Linked DNA regions of Mus musculus: regions 2 and 3 are each linked to region 1. The links are chromatin contacts, called in public promoter capture Hi-C maps. All regions are on one chromosome and are shown on one strand. The core of a region is the stretch at or near the end of the contact, and the rest is flanking DNA. Distances in the headings are between cores, read along the strand shown.

Evidence for each region. Promoter capture Hi-C pulls out the DNA fragments that hold promoters and counts their contacts.
Region 2: a contact with region 1 is called in a promoter capture Hi-C map of pre-B cells, with 3 times the contacts expected there. The contact joins the promoter of Anp32a here to the promoter of Nptn in region 1. A contact is called at or near these places in 2 of 39 promoter capture datasets (erythroid cells and pre-B cells).
Region 3: a promoter capture Hi-C map of erythroid cells shows a contact between it and region 1, with 15 times the contacts expected there. The contact joins the promoter of Glce here to the promoter of Nptn in region 1. A contact is called at or near these places in 1 of 39 promoter capture datasets (erythroid cells) and 1 of 484 Hi-C or Micro-C datasets (CD8 T cells).

Annotation. Positions count from the first base shown.
Region 1 is chr9:58,580,033-58,584,060 of GRCm38.p6, reverse strand. Nptn (neuroplastin) reads right to left here and starts at 1,821. Exons shown (of 9, transcript NM_001357751.1): 1 at 1,535-1,821. The coding sequence starts at 1,625.
Region 2 is chr9:62,338,961-62,342,988 of GRCm38.p6, reverse strand. Anp32a (acidic (leucine-rich) nuclear phosphoprotein 32 family, member A) reads right to left here and starts at 1,646. Exons shown (of 7, transcript NM_009672.3): 1 at 1,435-1,646. The coding sequence starts at 1,488. It overlaps Gm20346 (predicted gene, 20346), which reads left to right. Exons shown (of 2, transcript NM_001378702.1): 2 at 1,001-1,487. The coding sequence ends at 1,065.
Region 3 is chr9:62,120,772-62,124,799 of GRCm38.p6, reverse strand. It overlaps Glce (glucuronyl C5-epimerase), which reads left to right and starts at 2,191. Exons shown (of 5, transcript NM_033320.5): 1 at 2,191-2,315. Mir5133 (microRNA 5133) reads left to right here and starts at 2,206; the gene lies at 2,206-2,282.

The sequences.
Region 1 (4,028 bases), core at 572-3,071:
AATTCCCTTGTAAAGGGAATATTTGATAAAGTGACTTTTTTTCCAATACTAAATGTGATACATTATTACTGTATCCGCTAGCATTTTAAGCTCAGTTTGTCTTCAAAATACTCAACTCCACTGGCTCTGACTGATTTTTGTTTTAATGAAAGCCACTTCAAATTGTTTTAGCATAACAACGAAGAAATTCAGAGATTAAAACTAATGACTAATGTATGGCTCCCTATCCCTAACCAACTTCTCATTAATTTTTTTCATGTTTAAAATAGAAATCTTTAAACCTCCTAATAGTTGTTTCCACAATAGCTGAATTAGGTTCATTATCCCTTTAGGTTTGTATCTGAATGTGCGGTTCAACAACGGACTGTGACAATTCCAACAGAATCTGTCATGTTTAGCTCCCCAAGCCTATTATCTTTCACCATCTTCTCTAAAGAGCTTCAGTTCGCAACCCAATTCTCACTTCCACTGTACCTTAAACCCAACCCAGAGACCACATTCATATTCCTCAGAAATAACATCTTTGCAATCTTGAAACTTTCAGTTCTAAAAGCCCACTTCCTCCATCTCCCCTGCCACCATCTCTCATTGCCCTCAATCCCACCACTGCAGATGTGGCTGTGTCCCAGCCCTCCCCAAAGGCCGAACTAGCATCATAAAGCATTTGCCACAACTCGTCCCCTCCCTAATGTATCCGCCGCGCTACAAAGCAACATTACACCCCCGACTTCCTGCATTTTACTCTCTTCCCTTATTTTTCCGTCTTCCCCCACTCCCACCACTATACCCAGGCACCCTTTACTTCCCTGATATTTCTTCTACCTCGGTTTTAAAGCTTTCCCCGCATCCTCTGCTCATTTTCCTCTCCTTATTTAGAAACTCCCTTTTGCTTTCCCAACCGCTACCCTAGAATGCCCAGCACTCCACCCTCCTTGGCAAAACCCAATCCTCTTCCCCCAGCTCGTTTGGAGACACTGCTGCTTCTCTTCTCCAGGTCCCCCTACTGCAGTCAACCCACTCCATCTTTCCACCCACCTTCCCTCTACCCCCAAATCCAAGGTTTCCCGAATCGCTCACTAACCCCTCTCCTTGAGAGACTCAAGCAGTCTGCTGCCTCTAGGTATTCTACGGGATCCTTTTGACCCCAGCTTCCCCCCTCCTCCCATTTTGCAGAATGTCACCCGGGTTCCAGGGCCCCAGTAGAATCCCGGGTGTCAGCGCCCGCGGAGCCCGGTTCTCTCGCCGACACCACCCCTCCGCCAGCTCGAACTCGAACGCCTGTCTCCCGCCGCTTTCTCCAGAGCCGCCCCCGCTACTCCAGCTCCCGGTGCGCGATGAGCCCTACGCCGCGGACCTGTCTACAGAGCCCCGGGCTCGCACCAAAGCGACGCCTCCACCTCTCCGCGAAGCACCTCCTCGCCTCAGCCGGGTCGCCCGCTGCCGGCTCCGGCATCCCCCTCAGGCCTGGGCCCGGCCCCTCTGGTTGCCAGAGCCGGGCGCCCCCGCCCGACCCGCCCCCGGCCCCTCGGCTTACCGTTCTGAGCAGCGCCTGGCCCTGGAAGGAGCGAGCCAGAGACCAGCAAGAGCGAGAGGGCCAGGGCGCCGGGGAGCGACGAGCCCGACATCCTCCCTAGCCGGAGAGCGCGCAGCGAATGGGCCGGGGCCGGGGCCGGGGAAAGGGAGGGGAGGGAGGGAGGGGGCGGGCGAGCGCGCGCGCGAGGGAGTGAACGAGGGAGGCAGCCGCGGCCGAGCTCCGTCCTTCCCTGTCCTCCTCCTACCGCCGCAGCGTCCAAGCCTCGCGAGACCTCCGCTGGCGGCCGTGGGCGGGCCAGGAGCACCGGCGGCAAGGCTCGCGAGAAGAGGCCCTCTTCCCCCCCCTCCCCAAGTCCCCGCCCCTGCAGAGGCTGATTGGCCAAGCACAAGGGCGGTCACGTGCGAAGGGCGCTTTTGGCCACGTGACGGGGCGAGGCGGGGACTCCACCCGCTCCTTCTCCCACGGGGGAAGACGGCGGAGTACAGTTCTCACTTCTATGGGATCCTAGCGCTCAGAAATTAGAGGAAGCATTGAGAAAACAATGCTCCCCCCACCCATCCTGCCTTTCATGCGTTACTGCTCGAAGCTTCAGAAATGGATACCCTAGACCCTGCTTTTGAGCTTCCTATTAGTACCCCTTATCAAAACCCTGCTTTTCCTTCTGGACTTTGACCAGAGACCCCTAGAGGTATCTGGCCACAACCTCTCTGCCTCGTGGATTTTTTTTTCCCTTCCAGGCAGTGTTAACGATCGCTGTGCTTCCTTGCACGGACATCTGTTCCCTCAGCCTTCAAGTGTCCTCCTTTTCCTCCCTACCTGTGCCCTCCCCACCCCTCTTTGGCCTTATTTTAGCTTCACAAGCTCTGAGGGCCTGAAGAGCTAGCCTGTGCAGGGCTACAGATCCAATTCTACAAGGAAGTCACAGTGTGTCCAGTAATAGGCAGAACCTTTGGTAGAGGAAACCCGTAAGAAAATAGTTTCCACTCAGTTCACTGTTCAGCCTGGTGTATCAGAGATGACCCACAGGAAAGGGGCAATCAAAAAGGAGTTTAGCCATGTTGCATAGAAAGTTGAGAAATGCCTTCTTTTGCGGTGAGAGAGTACTGGGGAGATGTCATAGTCCTTAAAAATGCTTGATACACAAACGTGAAGACCTGAGTTTCCCCAGCATAAAACAGAAAAGGATGGCCACCAGAGCCAACGCTGTAATCTGAGTCTGGAGAAGAGAAGAGCTCTCTGGTTTGCTAACTAGTCTGCCTAGCCGATCGATGAGGTCTAGGCTCAGTGAGGGACCCTACCTCAAAAACTGAGTATTCTCCAAAAAAAAAAAAAAAAGAAAGAAAGAAAGAAAGAAAAAGAATAGTTAAGGGAGATACCCGAAGGCAACTTCTGGCCTCCCAGTGCGGGCACACAGGCTCTCGAACACAAACACAGATTTGGGGGAGTTGGCTTGTTTGTTTTCCCTGAACCACCCTCAGCACTTGTGGTTAGCAAAGGAGTGTTTTCTGTGGCTTAGCTCATCTATGAGTCACAACAGACATCCTCGGGTGTCTCTGTGGCTTACAAGTGAGAAAGGGTAAACTGGCCTGCTGACCTGACTATATTCAAAGGGTTAGAGAATCTGGAGTAAAGAGGAGGCAGAGGGGGGCTGGTGAGATGGCTTCAGTGGGTAAGAGCACCCGACTGCTCTTCCGAAGGTCTGGAGTTCAAATCCCAGCAACCACATGGTGGCTCACAACCATCCATAACGAGATCTGGCGCCCTCTTCTGGAGTGTTTGAAGACAGCTACAGTGTACTTACATATAATAAATAAATAAATCTTAAAAAAAAAAAAAAAAAAAAAAAAAAGGAGGAGGCAGAGGCAGTTGGATTTCTGAGTTCGAGGCCAACCTGGTCTACAAAGTGAGTTCCAGGACAGCCAGGGCTAAACAGAGAAACCCTGTCTCAAAAAACCGAAAAAAAAAAAAAAAGAAAGAAAGAAAGGAAGGAAGAAAGAAAGAAACCATCACAAACTCTCCAGAACTCTCCAGCTTTCCCAGGAACTAGACAACTATCTGCTATCTGCTATAGACTGTGCTTTGCAGCAAGGGCTGGGGCTCTATCTCTGGGGTATGTTCACAGAAGAAAAGCTGTGTCCTAACAAACCTACGTATTTACACTCGCAACGAGAAATCCTTATAAAAGTATCATTCACAGATGGGGAAACTGAGGCTAAGAGATGGCAGGTTTTGCTCAGGATCTCCAAGCATAACTGTGGATGGCAGACAGTCGGGTTCTCTTGCTTCTAGGCTTATTTTAGAAGCACATCTCCTTGCCCTCTTTAAGTTGAGAGTGGCCTGTGGCTGTCTCAGCCAATGAAATTTGAGAAGTGGCACGCATCATTTTCCAAGTGAAGCATTCATTCATTTCCAGGGTTTCAGACTCTTTGGTCTTGGTAATAGTGAGTAATGGCTATGATAGTGAAAATACATGTCAACAGGAAAGGGATGACCA
Region 2 (4,028 bases), core at 397-2,896, 3.8 Mb before region 1:
AAGGTCTCTCGAATGGGTCAACTCGCAGACAACACGAGTGCGTGAAAGCGAGAGGGAGACAAAAATAAACAGTAGCTTTCGAGTCACCCACCAACCCTCACTTCCCCTTGCAGTGGGCTCGCGCCCAGCCTCCCTGTTCCCACCGGTGTAAGTTTCCTCCTGCCATACTCCCGCCGCTGCCCAATCCATAACGGCTACGGCCAGACGAACTGCCCATCCCAGAGCTGCGTGCCTGCCGTGCCCGCAAGAATGTAGACTGGGTCGGTCCCCACAGCGGCACTAGCTCTGGGCAGCTCGGGTTCTGATAAAGTTTCTCGTGCCCATTTATTAACCAAGCGCCGAATGGCTGCCAGGGAGCCCACCCCAGGAGAAGCAAGGACCGGGAAGGTGGGGTGTCTGCTGCCGATGAGGCGTCAGGGTGCCAAGGCTGGCATCTGGGGAGGGAGCCGGGGGCCAGAACGGGACGCAGCCTCCGGGCAACTTACATTAGCGACGCTCGTGGTTGGGGAGGCGCGAGGATTATCTGAGCATTTGCACACTTCACAATCCCTCCCCCTTAACCTAAGGTACCCCCCCTCCCTTTCCGCGAGGAAGAAGGGAGAAAAGACAGCATCTGGCCCAAAGGTGGGGTGGAAAGAGTGAGAGAGAAAGGAGAAGGAAGGCAGACAGAGAAAGGGAGGGAGGGAGAGAAAGGGCGCGTTCACGAACACGACAAAGTTACAAATATGGCTCCCCACCTCTCGCCTCATCCCCGCAGAGAAACGAAGACGCGCTTTAAACTCGAGCCATCTCCCAACTCCGCAGCAGTCGGGTCCCCACGCGCTCTCCCCGGGGTCCTCGGGCTACATTGATCAGAAACTATACCGGACTCGCGAAGCCCAAAACTTATTGTGTGCGAGCGAGCGAAAGAGACTGCAAAGGGAGGGGGCAGGCGCGGGAGGGGGCGGAAAGGGGGTTACGCTTCTAAAATATAACAACCCCTTTTTGTTGTTTAATCCAGGAGGCAGCCCATCTTCTCCTCCCCTCGATCATCTTTTCCATCCAGATGCAAGTCGTGGGAGCTGAGAGCTCGGACGAGGGTGAAATTGCCGCCTTCCCTCCGACCCGAACGCGTGCGCCCCGCCGGCCCCCCGCTGGGTGCACACTCGCACGCACACCCTCGCACCCATACCCGCACACGCGGGAGCACACGCACAGGTAGTCAGTCACACACCAAGGGCAGCAGCGACGGCGGACGAAACATGCTCCGGTGGCATTGCAACCCCCCCCACCCCCGCCATCCAACCTTGCAATTCATTTGCAGTCAGACCCCAAACCCCACACCTTCCCCGGAGCCCCCCTCCATAAAAAAGTGCCTTCCCCCCAAAACACACACGCACACATAACACAAAGTAGGAGAATGGACCGACAGAGATATTTTTGGCAAATGCTCACATCAGAGGGCGTCCTGTTCCGCAGCTCTAAATAAATCCGTTTGTCCATCTCCATCTCTCGCGCTCTCTCTTTCTGCAGAGGATCCTGCGCCAGCGGAATTCAATCAATAAACCCCGAACCCACGGCCGCGCGTTTTAGGACTTTGAAGGCTCAACCAGCTCCGCTCGGTTCTCGAGCCCCCAGCACCCGCGGCGCACACTAACCTGATCGCCGTAGAGGCGGGACCTGCGGCTCCTTGCGTGGAGCGGCGGCAACAAGAGCCAATCAAATGGCGAGGCTTCGGACGCCAGCCAATAGTGGTGGTGGCGGCGGGGGGCAGGGTCCAATGGGCATCCTGCGCAGCGGGCCAGGGAGGCTCAGCCATTTGGCTGTGGTGCCGGAGACGGACCCCTTTAGATACCGGGGCCGCCGAAGAGGAGCGCGGCTGCACCTTGGTGGTTGCGCGCTGGGGGCGGGAGGGAAGGCAGGGCAGGTGCGTGGACCTGAAGGTTCGTGGCCGGGGGCGGGGCCGCAGGTGCGTGGACACGGGAGGGGCGGGGTCCTTGCGGGGGCATCCTCTGGGTGCTGGGCGGGCGGACGAGGCCTGGGGCGCGCGGGCACAAGGCAGGCCCAAGGAGGGCGCGCATTTTTGGAGCGCACGAAGGACAAATCCCACCACACACACACACACCCCGGGATGCCCACTTGGCACAACCCCTCCGACCGGTCTGCTCCCATCTCCGCAATTAAATAATCAAGTCTTAAGTGCATGACGCTCCCACATCCAAAGGAGCGAGGGCGCGATCTCGACCCCAGAGGCTTGGCAATCTGATGCCCTGTCTTAAAAGAAGCAATTCCCCGAGAGTCATCGGGGGGATCTTGTATAGGGCAATTAATGAATGGAAAGGCCGCAGATGGAGAACTGTATAAAATATTAAAAAGTGGAAAAGGAAGGTGCTGGGAACTGCCGATTCTCAGAGCCGAACATAATTGACGGGCTTTATAGGATTTTTTGAGAGAGAGCGTTGCACGTTTCATTCTAATCGTTTGGTTGGATCTGCATTGCCAAAGAGTCGCTAACTGGGGGCACTTACGCCAGGTCTTACAGTTGCTTTGGGTTTTGTTTTTGTTCGACCACGTTACGTTTTTTAAGAAACCTTTACAGCCCTGGTTCCCATTGGGTTACCAGCTTCCTATGGGCAGCCCTCGGACCTCATGGTACTATGTGGATGTCCGGCTGTGAACAAATTACGGGATACATGTTTAATTTTATTCACACAACTTTATCATAGTGTCTTTTCCTATGTGTCTTCATCTACACGCTTCTGCAAACACCCCCAAAGTAATTCTTTTTTTGAGACATTAGAACTAAGTATTTTATTTAGTTAGTTCTTTTAGATCAAACAAATGGATTTGAAAGCTGATAAATGTTTATTCTAAGTAGCTGGAAGTACAAAATAAAACCATTTCGTCTGGGTAAATATGTAATTTCTTTACGTTGTTCATTTGACATTTCTTATCCTTAGATTTTTGTTAATTTTTACAAAGGCTGTATATCTGGAATGTTTCAATTGTATTGTTTCCTTTTAAAAACACAAAGAACTCCAAATTATCTCTTTGCCAATGTATCAGCTCATGTTTCTGGATAAGGTTTTTAAAGCAATAATAGTTTTTCATTACAAATATTTTAAGAAGGTGTAGTGTACAAAATCTGTTATAGCAGAAGTCTTGAAGTTCTTGTTCTTTTGGATGGTAAATGCTCGCTTGCTTCTTAAACACTGAAGTTGAGGACCTGCTATCAGCAGTGTTGTGAGAGAGTCCTTTCCAAGGAATAACTCTCAAAACACATCGGAGCAAGGAGGTGTCCATTCTACCTCCTCTGCTAAGAAGCCAAGAGCTCAAGTGACAGGGACAGAAGAAAACAGAATTGTGAAGAGGTGGAAGTTTCATATGAAGAGAAACCAAAGTGTTAGAGACTAATTAGAATAGAAAACTGAAAGTGTTAGACATCACTTCATTTTGGAGCATCTTCCTTTTACAAATTTTGAAGAACAGCTTTTGCATTTAGTGTCACAAAACTGAAAGATGGCTTTTACTCGGTGTCAGTCAGTATAGAAGCTGAACCATATATATATATATATGTATATATATATGTATATATATACATATATATATATGAATGTGTGTAATTATTATTTACAGGGTTATTAAATTACATTTTTATTGTGTGTTTTAGTGGTAGGTACTGCTCCCAGTTGATCTGTATTTCAGGAAAGTAGTAAGAAAAACCCAACCTCTCTTGGGAGAATTTTTATATGGACCTGGAACAGGTGCGGTTCCTCATTACAGACTGAAACTACAACAGGCTTCGAGGAATAGGCAGTCTGATGCTGGGCAGTGGTGGGCAGGTGGATTTCTGAGTTCGAGACCAGCTTGCTCTACAGAGTGAGTTCCAGGACCAGGACCCCCATGGCTACACCGAGAAACCCTGCCTGAAAAAAAACAAGGGAGGGGGGAAGGACTAGGCAGTCTGTAGCAGTGTTTGATTCCTGCTGGGAATTAATGAGATGCAAATCAAGTTTTGAGCCTCCCCAGAAAGGAGTGGGCTTCAAGTA
Region 3 (4,028 bases), core at 942-3,441, 3.5 Mb before region 1:
CTTACCAATTATATTTGTTAAGAAAAAATGGTAAGCTTTTTAAAAATTGTCATAGGATGTTAGCTTGTTTTATGTATGTATAAATATACATATATATGTATAATACATATATATGTGTGTATATATACACACATATATATACACATATATATGTATTTTATATATATACATTTGATAGAAGTGCTTTCACACCTAGCTTCCTTACAGCCTCTACAAATATTTGAATTTGTTCGGGTTTCCCATTTAACACCAAATCAAGTCCAATTACTGTGGCTTGGTAGTCAAAGCCTTTCACTATCTGGCTCCTTTCTGATCTTGCCCCCCACCCCCACCCCAGATGGGGGAATCTATTTACTGAGCCATCCAACCTGCAGCCTGGCTCAGCTCACATGCTTTTTATCATTGCTCTGGTTTAGATTATTTTCTCTGAAAAGCTTCCATTTCTGCCTTTAATTTATATGGGCCATCCTAGTATTTTACCACCCAGCTCAAGCTTCAGAGCTGCCTCTCTTCCCTCTGGATTTTTCTAACAGCTTTTGTCTGAACCAATTTGTGGCTCTCAGAGTGTGCAGTGGTGTGTGGACATTTTTCTTATTATGCACAAGGTGTGCAATAAGATAAGGAGTCATCAATATTCAACCATTTTCAAACTAGGAGAGGGGACTTTAAAAAAAAAGTAGCTAAAGAATGAAAAGAACACAGTTAGGCAGGTGCTAAAGGAAGACATCCTGAGCGTTGTCAATGAACCTCCGAGAAGCCATTGGGGAAAAAGTCCCACCAAAGAGACCATTTGTCTAGTAGGAGAGAGGTCTTTTGAAACTGTTGGGAGAGCAGCAGATTGTGTGGGCAAACGCAGTATTGTAGCAGGGAAATAAGGGATGAGAAGGTGGGGACCACAATACACTTTAATTTTCTCAAGACGTGGGATTCTCAGGACAGGGCAGCTCGAGTGGATAGAACCGGCAGGGTAGTTGTGTTCTGTTCAAATAACAGGGGATAATGAGTGTGTTCTGGGGATAAAGGGGCTAAAAAATTGATAATGGGGGTGGGGGTGGGGGTGGGGGAGCTGACTGAGTCTGGGCCTGGCTGAGGTCCAGTGCACAAGGGCAGGAGTTAACCTTGAGAAAGAGTAAGGCTACTTTTTGTGTTGGGCAAGGGAGACTAGGGGAAGATGAAGGAAAGCTACAGGGCAGGCATAATAATGAGTGAAGGGACTTAAATGTGAGGGGGGAATGGGAAAGGCTAGGAAAGCCCAGTTTCTGAAGCCAGTACAGATAAGCACCACAGTTTCCATTCCTTCCTTTTAGATTTATTGAATGCTCTATACCCTACCTGTGCTAAACATTACTGGGCCCTATGGTCTGTAAAGATACAAGTTCTCGGGTTTGTTAGGTTAGCACTCGTTTGAGATTTCGTTCTTCATCTTTGTGGAAGACTTTAAGTAGAACGCACAAATGAATTAGAAAGGTCCTTTGTTGGACCAGATAAACTGGGTTGGAGCTTAAAGCACCCGTGACGATATCATCGCCGTTTGAAATAAAAACGGAAGAGAGTCCGAAATGGGAGAAAGCTACACTAAAGGAGGAGACCGAAGTGAGTAAAGTGAGGCTGTAAGTCTTCAGGCTGGCAGATGGGACCTCCCTGTTCACTTCAGAGAGCAGTGAAAACGCACGGACAGCTCTTCGGTTTAAGCACTATTTAGTTCAGCTTCTCCGCTAAGTGTCTCTACGGCGGCCGAAGAGGACCAAACTTTGCCCAAACCACGTCATCTAAAGTACCTCTGCAACTGCCCAGGTAGCAAACTGACATCGGGTCAGCAACACCTTCGCCCGCAATTTATTGATGATAGGCGGGGAGAATTAGCTCTACTCTTTTGCAATTGGTCACAGGAGAATGCGAGTCCCGCCTTCTGCGCTGCCACCGTTGATTGGTTTTTTGGAACTGTCATTCGAGGACTCTCCGCCCCCTCATCATAGCTCCTCCCCTTAATATGGCCCCTCCTCTTGGTGACCCCGCCTTCTACACCGAATCTAACAGGCTGACGGAGCTGCCATTCGAAGAGCCTCCGTCCCGCCCTCTCCTCCCCGGCATGGCCTCGCCCCTTACCGTGGCTGGGATCTCGCGGGAAGAGCCGCGGGCACGGCGGCGGCTCGGCTCCCCAGTAGCGCGCCGAGCGGGCGGGCTCTCCTCACACGAGCGCTTCCTCGCCGAGAGGCTGGAGCTGCGGCAGCGCAGGCCTGGGCCGCCGTGTCTCTGCCGCTCGCTTCAGTTTTCCTCAGGGCTCTGGGGGCCGCTCGTCCGCCGACGCGCCTCAGGTGAGGGAGCTCGTCGTGTCGTGGCTGAGGGGCGGCCGTGGCAAGTGGGCTCGCGACGGGGGCGGCTCCCGGGGATGCGCGGCGTTCCGAGTGCGGGGATCTTGGGTGACGCGGCGGGGGCTGGGGTCTCGGGGCTTCTTTGGCTTTGGAGTGGGGGTGGGTGGCTGCCCAGGCGGTCCCGGGTCTCTAGGGTCGCGGGAGCGCGTCCTGTGTCCTGCCTGAGAGCCCGGGTGCTGGCATAGCGCGGTTCTGGGACTTGGAGACCATTTCTGGCGATCCCGTGCAGTTGAGGGGCTTGGGATACAGTTTAGCCTTGTCCGGAGGGCACGGGGAGACCTATGAGCGGAGAGGGGTCCGCTTGGCATTCCTGGGGTAAAGCAGGAGGATGTCAGGGTTCCAGAGACTTGGGTTTGTTTAAGGTCGCCATGGGGTGATAAGACGATGCCCGTGTCCCTCCCGGGAAGGAACGGACTGGGTGGGTGTGGGTGGGGGCGGGAAGCGTGCATGGGGAGACCAACATTTGTATTGGGGTTTCTGCTTCGCCCAGAGGGGGGCGGTAACTGTGCGTGATGGTCCCCATTCTTTTTCGGGGCGACAAGGAGGGTGATTTTGCCGTGTGGGCGCGGCTCAGCGGTCTCTGGGTCTCCAGGGGTGCCAGACCCGGTTTCAGGAGCCACCCCATGGCACTGCTTGTGGCTTTCGGTATCTGACGGTCTCGATCTGGTCTCTCTCTCTTTCTCGATGAGATTTAACTCAGTGCTTCTTCGTTGGACGCTTGATCGGGGCAGTTGCCTAGTTGGAGACACAGTGGGCTTGTTCTGCAGTTTTCTTTTCTTTGCCCCAGGATACCTTTGGGGACGCGCTGGTGTCGCCGGAGCTCTGATCTCCGGAGGAGAGGAGAGGAGCGATACCAGACTTGAGCATGTTGTCTGGAATACCTGACTGTTGAGTGAGGGTTTAGATCTGAGGGTAGGGCGGCTGTGCGATTTGGGCTTTCTGTTTTAGGTAGTGTTTGATGGTCTTGCATGGTTAAATCTGTCCTGAATTTGCCTGGGTGTTAGGTAGTGCCAAGAAGCATCCTTTCTAAAGGTTTTGTGGAAGAGGGGTAATTAAAAACAAAAGTGTAGCATATTATGTATGTATGTCTCAAGTCCAGATTTCTACAAAAGCGTCATTGGCAACCTGTTAATGATGCCCTATTGAGCTTCTTTAGAGAATTCTGGTACATCAGTTTTTACCGTGGTTTGAATCTTACAGAGTTCTTGAAGACTCTGCCAGACTTAGGTGGAACTTAAAATGACTTATAGGTATCTGCCTGTGAGTGGTTTAAAAACGTGTGTCAGAATGTCTGTACATTTGCCTGAGAATTCTCCTGGTTAGGCAGTCTAATGTCACTTTAGTCTAAGGAAACATTGCTGAGGTGCTTGTAAACAGAAAATATGATATAAGCAGGCAAATTGAAGTATCTTTGCTTTGTCAGTCTTTTTCTTGTCAGTTTTTTTTAAAGATAATTTCTTCTGTCTTTTTAATTAGAAAGATTGGGGACAAGTTACTAAAGCTTTGAATTTTGCAATCATGTAAAAACAAACAAAGGAATGTACTGCAGTGCTAATTTGGGCTTTGGGGCTGGGTATTAGGTTAGTTTTCATTTTCTCACACCTAAGTATGGGATCATCTTTTATGATCATCAAAACTGATCAATTGAGCAAATAT